Linked DNA regions of Sus scrofa: all the other regions are linked to region 1. Evidence: chromatin contacts called from public Hi-C and HiChIP or PLAC-seq data. All regions are on one chromosome and are shown on one strand. Each heading gives the region's core, a stretch centred on a gene start, on an enhancer-like site or on the middle of the called end of the contact. The rest is flanking DNA. Distances are from core to core; before and after follow the strand shown. Region 1 has its middle 18 kb from the start of MYSM1. Region 2 has its middle 200 kb from the start of FGGY. Region 3 has its middle 220 kb from the start of FGGY.

Region 1 (2,851 bases), core at 225-2,724:
GACAATGGCCATTCTAGCTGGTGTAAGGTGGTACCTCATAGTGGTTTTGACTTGCATTTCTCTAATAATCAGTAAAGTTGAACATCTTTTCATGTATTTTTTGGCCATCTGTATGTCTTCTTTGGAGAACTGTCTGTTTAGATCTTCTGCCCATTTTTTGATGGTTTTGTTTTGTTTTGTTTTGTTTTGGTATTGAGTGATAGGAGGTATTCATAAATTTTAGAGGTTAATCCCTTGTCAGTCACTTCATTTGCAAATATTTTCTCCCATTCTGTGGGTTGTCTTTTTGTTTTGTTTATGGTTTCCTTTGCTGTGCAGAAACTTTTAAGTTTAATTAAGTCTCATTTGTTTATTTTTATTTTTATTGTCATTACTCTAAGGGGTGGATCTGATAAGGTATTGCTGTTGTTTATGTCAGAGAGTGTTTGGCCTATGTTTTCCTTGAAGAGTATCTGGTCTTATATCTACAGGAAGATGTTTCTGATAAAATGATATACATTTTGAAAAGTAAATGCTTGAACACATCTCCATTGTAAGATTAGATTCTATTAGTAGTTCTCAAATTATATTGATGGACTGGATTTAAAAAAAATGTTAACTACTGTGAGCTGATACTTTCATTAAAGATAATAAAACTATTGCTGAAATGTGCAGTTGCTATAAAAGCTTCCAAGAGATTACTTTCACTTTTTGTACACAACTGACCAAGGACTGGTAACAATTTGCAGAGGAGCTACGATCCACGGATCCCACTCTTAGTAGCACTGCATTAGATCAATTAATGTTTTGACAACCCTATTGGGCTGGAATTATCTAGTCTCCATATTATAGGAGAGAAAACTACAGAAATGAGAGGTTAAGCAGCTTGTCTGGAACTCAGATTCAGATGCAGGTGTTTTGGCACATGGTCAATGCAGGACTCCTAGTCCTAACTCTTAGAGATGCAGAGTAAGATTTAGTATCCCTGGGATGTGCATGATCTAGTGGAAGAAACAGACAAATACGTAACAGCTTGATCAATTTTTCTACCTGAACATTTTTATTATCAAGTGAAAATCGAAGGGCAAGACTCTCACCCCACTGAAACTGCCTTCGGCTCCAAAACCCCTCTCCAGTCAGCTACTCAGGAATCTTCTCAGCTTACCCTAATATGAGTAACACACATCGTGGAACCATCCAAATATCTAGTTCCGTCTTCTGACTCTAACCCGCCCTCATTGTGAAAAGGCCTGTGGGACAGAGGAAATGACTGTTCCCAAGCCCAAGTTCAACATCTTTTGGAGCATTTGTGCCCCTTCCGGAGGAGTGTGAAGGGGACATGATGAGAAATTAATTGGTGCATCTGTTCTCACGTCTGCTTGTGAGAAGCCTATGATCGCAAACAACTCATCTGGGGGCACATCAATCTCTCCCCCAGAGGTACCACCCCCACACCATTTGTAGACCACACGCTCTGGTGTGTGAATCACCTCCTGGGATGAGCAACTGTTGACTCATGGCTCCAGAGAGCTTCCTATTGAAACAACAGTTGCCCTAAAGCCTTGGAAAGAGAGTAAAATGACTTGTGAAGGAAATGAGAGAGTAAAACATCCCTTTGTCAACTGTGAGGCTGTTACAGCTGGAAACGGGCCTTGTTTCCTACTGGCAACAGCATCCAAGTATCTGCAGGCTCTTAAGGCCTGGACCTACCACAGCTCAATGGGCAGTTTCCTGAGTCTTTCCAGTGGTGCTACTGGGCAGGGGCTCTGCTCTAATTATTTAAGAGAGACATTTAATGAGCATTTACTATATGCCAGACACTATACAAAACAATCTACATATTCAAATTTATTTTATTCTCAAAACAAACAATACTATAAGGTAGATGCTGTTATGATTTCCATTTTACAGGTGATTTAAACTGAGGCACAGAGTGGTTAAGAACTTACCAAAGGCAGAGATCTGGAAAGGGAAAGAGCCAAGGCAATTCGGCCCCTGAGTGTTTGCCCTCAAGTGCTGAACGTAGAGAACATGCAGCCTCAGAGGAGGGGCTTCGTCATCTGTAGTAGCATTCTTTGACATTTATTGGACACCTGCTTTGGCCTCAGTTAGGCTACAGAGTGATGCAAAGAATATGGCATCACACCTGGTTAAGGTCCTTGACCTTTCATAGCATCTGTGTTCTCATCTTGGGATGGCGATTCCATGTCTCTTTAGAGTCTGGGGGAAGATCCAAGGAGATCATGTATCAAAAGCACACATCTGACAGGCCTGGCCTATGGCAGACTCCCCGCACATGCTGTGGACCCATCCTCCCTAAGACACACACAAGACTGTGTAACTGTGTGAACAGGAGAGACACATGACAGACACAGAGTGATTAGAACTCTGGTGGGGAGTTCCCGTCGTGGCTCAGTGGTTAACGAATCCGACTAGGAACCATGAGGTTGCGGGTTTGGTCCCTGCCCTTGCTCAGTGGGTTAACGATCGGGCGTTGCCTTGAGCTGTGGTGTAGGTTGCAGACGCGGCTCGGATCGCGCGTTGCTGTGGCTCTGGCATAGGCCAGTGGCTACAGCTCCGATTCGACCCCTAGCCTGGGAACCTCCATATGCCGCGGGAGCGGCCCAAAGAAATAGCAAAAAGACAAAAAAAAAAAAAAAAAAAAAAAAAGAACTCTGGTGGAAGCACGTTCAATTTTAGGATAAGGCAAATGAGAATTGTGATGAGATTGTAAGATTTATGTGTCTTATCTAATTTAGCCCTAGTAGTCCTATAACTTTGGTATTATTTTGTCCACTTATTAGATGAAGACCTGTAATTTTGGTACTGAGGAAAGAAACACATTCCATGAAAGGAAGAGCTTGGGGAGACC
Region 2 (2,851 bases), core at 198-2,697, 320 kb after region 1:
TATTAATTCAATAGCATTTTTTTTGAAAGTTGAGAGTTTAGTTTTATTTGGGGTGAAATTATGACTTAAGCCTGGGAGACAGCAACTCAGGTAGCCCTGAGAATCCTCTCCCAATAGCATTTATTTTTTAAACACCTACCATGTGCTCAATATTTGGCCTCTCTAAATAAACAAGGTCCCTCTGATTAATATGTGTACTGGAATGGTTAAACTATCTCCTGAATAATTTGAACTATTGTGGGCATGATGTTTCTTGTTTTTGTCACTTCTGCTAATTTCACTTTGTGGCTCCCCACTCCCTTTTTTTAAAATACCAAAGTTAGACTAATGATCTCTTTGTATAATTCTCTCTGCAGATGTGTGCCTTCCTTCAGAATGGCAGGAGCCTCCCTGTGAATCTCCCATTGCAAAATGCTGTAAGATTCACAGTGACGTTTACACAACATCATCTGACAGGACACATGGACCAAGGGGCCATGCTGACTGCATTACAGCTCAGATCTCCTGAGAAGCTGTCCTGCTTTGGGCCCCATTTAAAACCAACATCTTTCTGTGTCACCCAGTATATGAGCCCAAGCAGGATTCCTTCATGTGGAATGTGTTGCCTCAAGAACCCAAGGAAGCCTATCTGGTGCCACACTTTGGCCACCTTTTGGGAAAACAGTGAATTTCCAATGAGGGCTGTCAGCATGTCAGGATGCAGGGATCAGTGGATGCTGGCTTAGACGCTGCTTACCACAGGAACATTCTAGAATGTTTCAAGGAGATTTTATAAAGGACGACCAGAGTTCCTAATCTCTTTTCTACCCATGTTCTCCTCCTATTCCTTCTCCAAAGCTAGCCTAATATGTCAGCCTAATATTGGTTCAAGTACAGTTGGGAGACAGAAAGCACACCAGCTATCTTAACAGAGAGAATTTAATATAAAGACTGTTAACCAGGAGTCAAAGAACTAAAACAGCAAAAAGAGTAGCAGAAGGTAACAACCGCAGGAAGCTGCTGCCACCTCCAGCACTGAGGGAACCGAAAGAAGAGGCTGAAGTTAACAGGGATCTGCTATATAGTACAGGGAACTCTATGCAATATTCTCTAATAATCTATATGGGAAAAGACTCTGAAAAAGAATGGATGTGAATACATGCATAACTGAATCATTTTGTTATACAGCAGAAATTATCACAACATTGCAAATCAATTATACTTCAATAAAATTTTAAAAAATGAAAAATAAATGTAGAAATTTGAATGCAGGGTCTGGAGGATTTAAACACAGCAGGTGTGGCTCCACTAGGGCAGAAGTCTCTGCACTTGGAGGAGGAGCTCTGTGGGACTGCAACCCAGACCTGGGTGTGCCAGTAACTAGAGGAGATGTCCTTGCGATGATGCAGCAAAGCTGGTTCTCTGAGAATCAGAAACCCCCCACTTGAATTCAACTGGAAGGAATGGCTGCTGCCTTGAAGAGGCAAGGCTGGGGTGATCCTGACAAAAACAGGAAGCACAAGTTTCTTCTTCCTCTGCTGGGCCTACAGTCTCTCTCTAGCACCCCCTATTGGCACAGCCTAAAAGGGAGCTGATGGCAAAGGAGGCATTTGTAATGATTTTTATTTTTTCCATTATACCTGATTTACACTGTTCTGTCAATTTCCTGCTGCACAGCAAGGTGACCCAGTCACACATACATGTATACATTCTTTTTTCTCACATTATCATGCTCCATCATAAGTGACCAGACATAGGTCCGAGTTCCATATAAATGTTTTGATTGTTTGTTCTAGTTCTGTGAAAAATGTCATGGGTAAGTTGATAGGGATTGCATTGAATGTGTAGATTGCTTTGGGTAGTATGGCCATTTTTACAATCAATATTAATTTTTCAACCCAGGAGCATGGAATATCTTTCCATTTCTTTGCATTCTCTTTAATTTCCTTGATGAATGTTTTATAGTTCTCAACATATAAGTCTTTCACCTGCAAAGGAGGCATTTGGTTTGGAGAGTCCCAGCCCAGTGTCCTGAAACAGATTGTGGGAGGTTATAACTGGGAGACAACAGAGCATCCTCAACACTGGTGACAGTTACTTGGTATCTTTACTCTTTCATTTCCTTGAATGCTCCATTATAATAAGTGCTGACATTTGCATATCTCACTACAATTGTTTTTTTTGTCTTTTGTCCTTTTAGGGCCGCACACACGTTACATGGAGGTTCCCAGGCTAGGGGTCTAATCAGAGCTGTAGCCACGGGCCTACACCACAGCTACAGCAACATGGGATCCGAGTCGCGTCTGCAACCTACACCACAGCTCACGGCAACACCGGATCCTTAACCCACTGAGCGAGACCAAGGATCGAACCTACAACCTCATGGTTCCTAGTAGGATTTGTTAACCACTGAGCCACGACGGGAACTCCGTCACTACAATTTTTGTTCAGGACTATTATCTCATTTAATCTCTTGAGAATGGCAGGAATCATTCTTTCCCTGTTGAAGATAATGGTGTCCAGAAAAGCTGAGCACCTGCCTAATGACGTACAATATATCAATAATAGACTTGATATATATCTCTTTCATCTCACATTCAAGGTCTGTCTTCTCAAACTCTGCCCACAAAGTAAAGCATTCATGACCCTATCTTTATTAACAAATCCTCGATTAACTGAAAATTCGGCTAAGCATACTTAATCATTATCATTTTAATTCTCCTTGAGTGAGTTAAAATTTCTTCTGTTCATTCCACACAAATATTTGATGAGTATATTCTATGCTATAGAAGGAGATAAAATGTTCAATAAAATAGGCTATCTGTCCTCGAGGATCTCCAGTCTACTACATTCCGGTGTGTAAGAAGTGTTA
Region 3 (2,851 bases), core at 199-2,698, 300 kb after region 1:
GAGATAAAAGCTCTTCGAGGATAAGACTGTCTTTTTTTTTTTTTTTTGGCTTTTTAGGGCCGCACCTGCAGCATATGGAGGTTCCCAGACAAGGGGTCCAATTGGAGCTACAGCTGCCAGCCTACACCACAGCCCAGCAACGCAGGATCCGAGCTATGCCTGCGACCTACACCACAGCTCACGGCAATGCCAGGTGCTTAATCCACTGAGTGAAGCCAGGGATTGAACCCACAACCTCATGGTTCCTAGTCAGATTTATTTCCCCTGCGCCATGACGGGAACTCCAAGACTGTCTCTTAACTCATCCTTTTTTTCCTCTTTCCAAAGCCCCAGCGGTCCTCGGGGACAAGTACCATCTACATCACGAGGGACCTTGGTAGAAATACAAATTCTCAGCATCACCTCACCCCCAACCAGATCTACTGAATCTGAAACTCTAGGGTGAGGCCAGCAAACTGTACTTTTAACGGGTCTTCCAGTCTGAGAAGCCCTGACCTGGAGAGACCCCCCCCCCCCCATTTCATGCCTGATCTCCTGGGACAGCTCCTCACTGAGCTTCAACGGTTACTTTCCAATCTGTTCTCCACACTACAGCCAGATTACTTGGTTGTAACATGTAAGGACCCTGTTCAAAAGCCTTAAGTGGCTTCCTTTTGCCCTTAAAATTAAACGCAGATCCCTCACCATGGCCTACAGGGTCCTCTGTGATCTGGTCTTGCTTTTTTCTCCAGCCTTGCCCTGTATTTCCCCTCCACTAACTCTCCACCACCAGACACACTGGCTTTGCTTTCACATCTCAGACCAGAAGATCCTTCCTGCCTTAGGGTGTCCACCAGGGCCAGGGACAACAGGAGTGAGTCACCTTCTCTGCCCTTCAGGAGGGACGGTCAAGTAGGAGAGACAAATATGGACACAAATAAACATGCAGATTACAGGAAGCAAAGTAACAGTGCTGAGCACATGATAGAGCAGCCAAGATTAATTCCATTTGGGGACTCCCTTTCTGTGGCCACATCCAACTGCTTCTAAAGTTCTAAGGGGCAGGTTGTCCCACATGAACATTCCAACACTAGCCATTCCATCGCCCTGAGCCTCAGTCCCCACGTCTGTAAAATAGGGGCAAGGGAAGGCGCACATCAGGAGGCATGGAAAGCACCCTGGAGCCCAGGACAGGCCTGTGGCAGGGGCTCAGCAGGGTGACAGTTCTCTCTTATCTCTGCAGCAGAGTCAAGTTGTGATCTAGGGAGGCTGTGGGCAGGGGGGAGAGCCCTGAGCCTCAGTAGAAAATTAAGCACGTCCAGAAAAAAATGACGAGCTTGAGGTTAGGCCTAAAGAGAAAGGAAATTTCCCCTCCACACTGAGAAATCTCCCTCCTGTGGGTGTGGTAGCGAATGTGAAAGTGGAACCTCCCTCCTGGCTCCTGCACTTACCAGAAGGGGCAGTGAGGCTTGCAGGGGCCTTACAGAAAAAGCAGCAGCTGAACAGGAACTGGGGCCACCAGTTCTGGGAAGCTGGGGGCTTCTGGGGCAGAGCCCAGAGGCCCAGTGTTTACAAAGTCCAGAAGTACCTGCACCCAGACTGGGTTAGACAGAAACTGAACCGAGGTGAGCCCTTGGCACCGTCCCCCAGAGCTGGAAAGCTGGAGAGAAAGCCAGGATCACTTCTCCCGGGCACAGGGCTCCAGGCTCTTCAGACAAACAGCCGAGCTATAGCCTCTGAGAGGAAGTGGGGAATCCTTCCTCCCAGAGTGGATTAGCTATTCCTTCCTTCATTCACTCACTCCCAATTCCTTCTTCTGTGAAATAGGAAAAAAGAATTCCCTTGCTGTCTCTTTGGAATTCATATAGCAGGGAAGGATGGAAGAAGGTTTGCTGTAGAGCTCAAATGAGATAATGAATTCAGTCATCATTTAATGTGTACTAACTAAGCACCTGCTGTAATAATAATAAGGACACTTACGGAGTGCTTCGTTATTCCTTACAAGCACTCTCTGAGGTAGCTGCTGTTATTTCCATTTATGGATGAGGAAACTGCGGCTCTGAGAGGTGAACTTGTTTAGATCACACTGCTCGTCAGTGCTAGAGCTGGGATTTGAACATGAGCAGACTCTGAACTTGTCCTGGGTGCAGAGCTACAAACAGGGCCCAGGCCTTATCTCCGGCACTAGAGAGAGGGCATCTTCAAGGTCGGGAATGATCATCTATTAACCAGAATCTGCAAATTCTAGACCACAGCCCAGGGTGCAGTGGCTGATCACTAAATGTGGGTGGGCAACTTAAAACAAAGTGAAATGAAGCAATCTGGTGGGGCAGAGAAGGAAGCAGACAGACAGCACTGTGATGTAACAGGTAGGTGCCTGCAAAGGGCTCCCTGGAGTTTGCGCTGGGTCAGTGTGTACCAGTCAGGGTCTCAATGGCCCATCCACTTAGTGTATTCAGAGGAGGGCTTATCTGCAAAGCTACAGATGTGGAAGAATCACAAGGGAGAAACAGGAGCTTAGTAGTTGCCAAACATTTGCCACAAGGGGAGTGAGAGTCCTGCAGAGCCAACCACCTTAAGAGGAGCAGCAAGGGTCATGGCCAGGTCCAGAGGACTTACAACGAGGAACTCATTCCCTCTCTCCTTCTGAAGCTCCTGATTGGTGAAGAATCCACTAATGCCATCTCCATGGGCCAACCTCCTGGGCACAGAGCAAATGGAGAAAGCTGGAGTATAGATCTAAAAGGGAAAATAAAAGATACTCTGCACATCTTAGGGAGAAGGTGCAGGTATTTACTGGAAAGTAGAGCTGGAAAGCACATACCATCGAGGGAGAGGATGTGCAGTAGTCCCACTGTCTGGAAGGCTTGGA

The links. Hi-C and Micro-C count contacts between places; a contact is called where the count stands out from the background. HiChIP or PLAC-seq counts read pairs in DNA pulled down with a chosen protein or histone mark.
Region 2: a Hi-C map of alveolar macrophages shows a contact between it and region 1, with 1.8 times the contacts expected there. The contact joins two enhancer-like sites. A contact is called at or near these places in 4 of 47 Hi-C or Micro-C datasets (alveolar macrophages, blood, embryonic fibroblasts and 1 more) and 1 of 2 datasets of contacts at active chromatin or transcription factors (alveolar macrophages).
Region 3: an H3K27ac HiChIP or PLAC-seq map of alveolar macrophages shows a contact between it and region 1. The contact joins two enhancer-like sites. A contact is called at or near these places in 2 of 47 Hi-C or Micro-C datasets (blood and fibroblasts) and 1 of 2 datasets of contacts at active chromatin or transcription factors (alveolar macrophages).

Annotation. Positions count from the first base shown.
Region 1 is chr6:153,735,999-153,738,849 of Sscrofa11.1, reverse strand. No RefSeq gene overlaps it. Among named protein-coding and RNA genes, the nearest start is that of MYSM1, 18 kb to the left of the region's middle. Within about 2 kb of position 1,474, at least 11 of the 83 cell types and tissues checked have an H3K27ac peak or open chromatin away from gene starts, as enhancers often do. A contact at or near this core is called in alveolar macrophages, where this site is marked.
Region 2 is chr6:153,415,172-153,418,022 of Sscrofa11.1, reverse strand. No RefSeq gene overlaps it. Among named protein-coding and RNA genes, the nearest start is that of FGGY, 200 kb to the right of the region's middle. Within about 2 kb of position 1,447, at least 5 of the 83 cell types and tissues checked have an H3K27ac peak or open chromatin away from gene starts, as enhancers often do. A contact at or near this core is called in alveolar macrophages, where this site is marked.
Region 3 is chr6:153,432,943-153,435,793 of Sscrofa11.1, reverse strand. No RefSeq gene overlaps it. Among named protein-coding and RNA genes, the nearest start is that of FGGY, 220 kb to the right of the region's middle. Within about 2 kb of position 1,448, at least 34 of the 83 cell types and tissues checked have an H3K27ac peak or open chromatin away from gene starts, as enhancers often do. A contact at or near this core is called in alveolar macrophages, where this site is marked.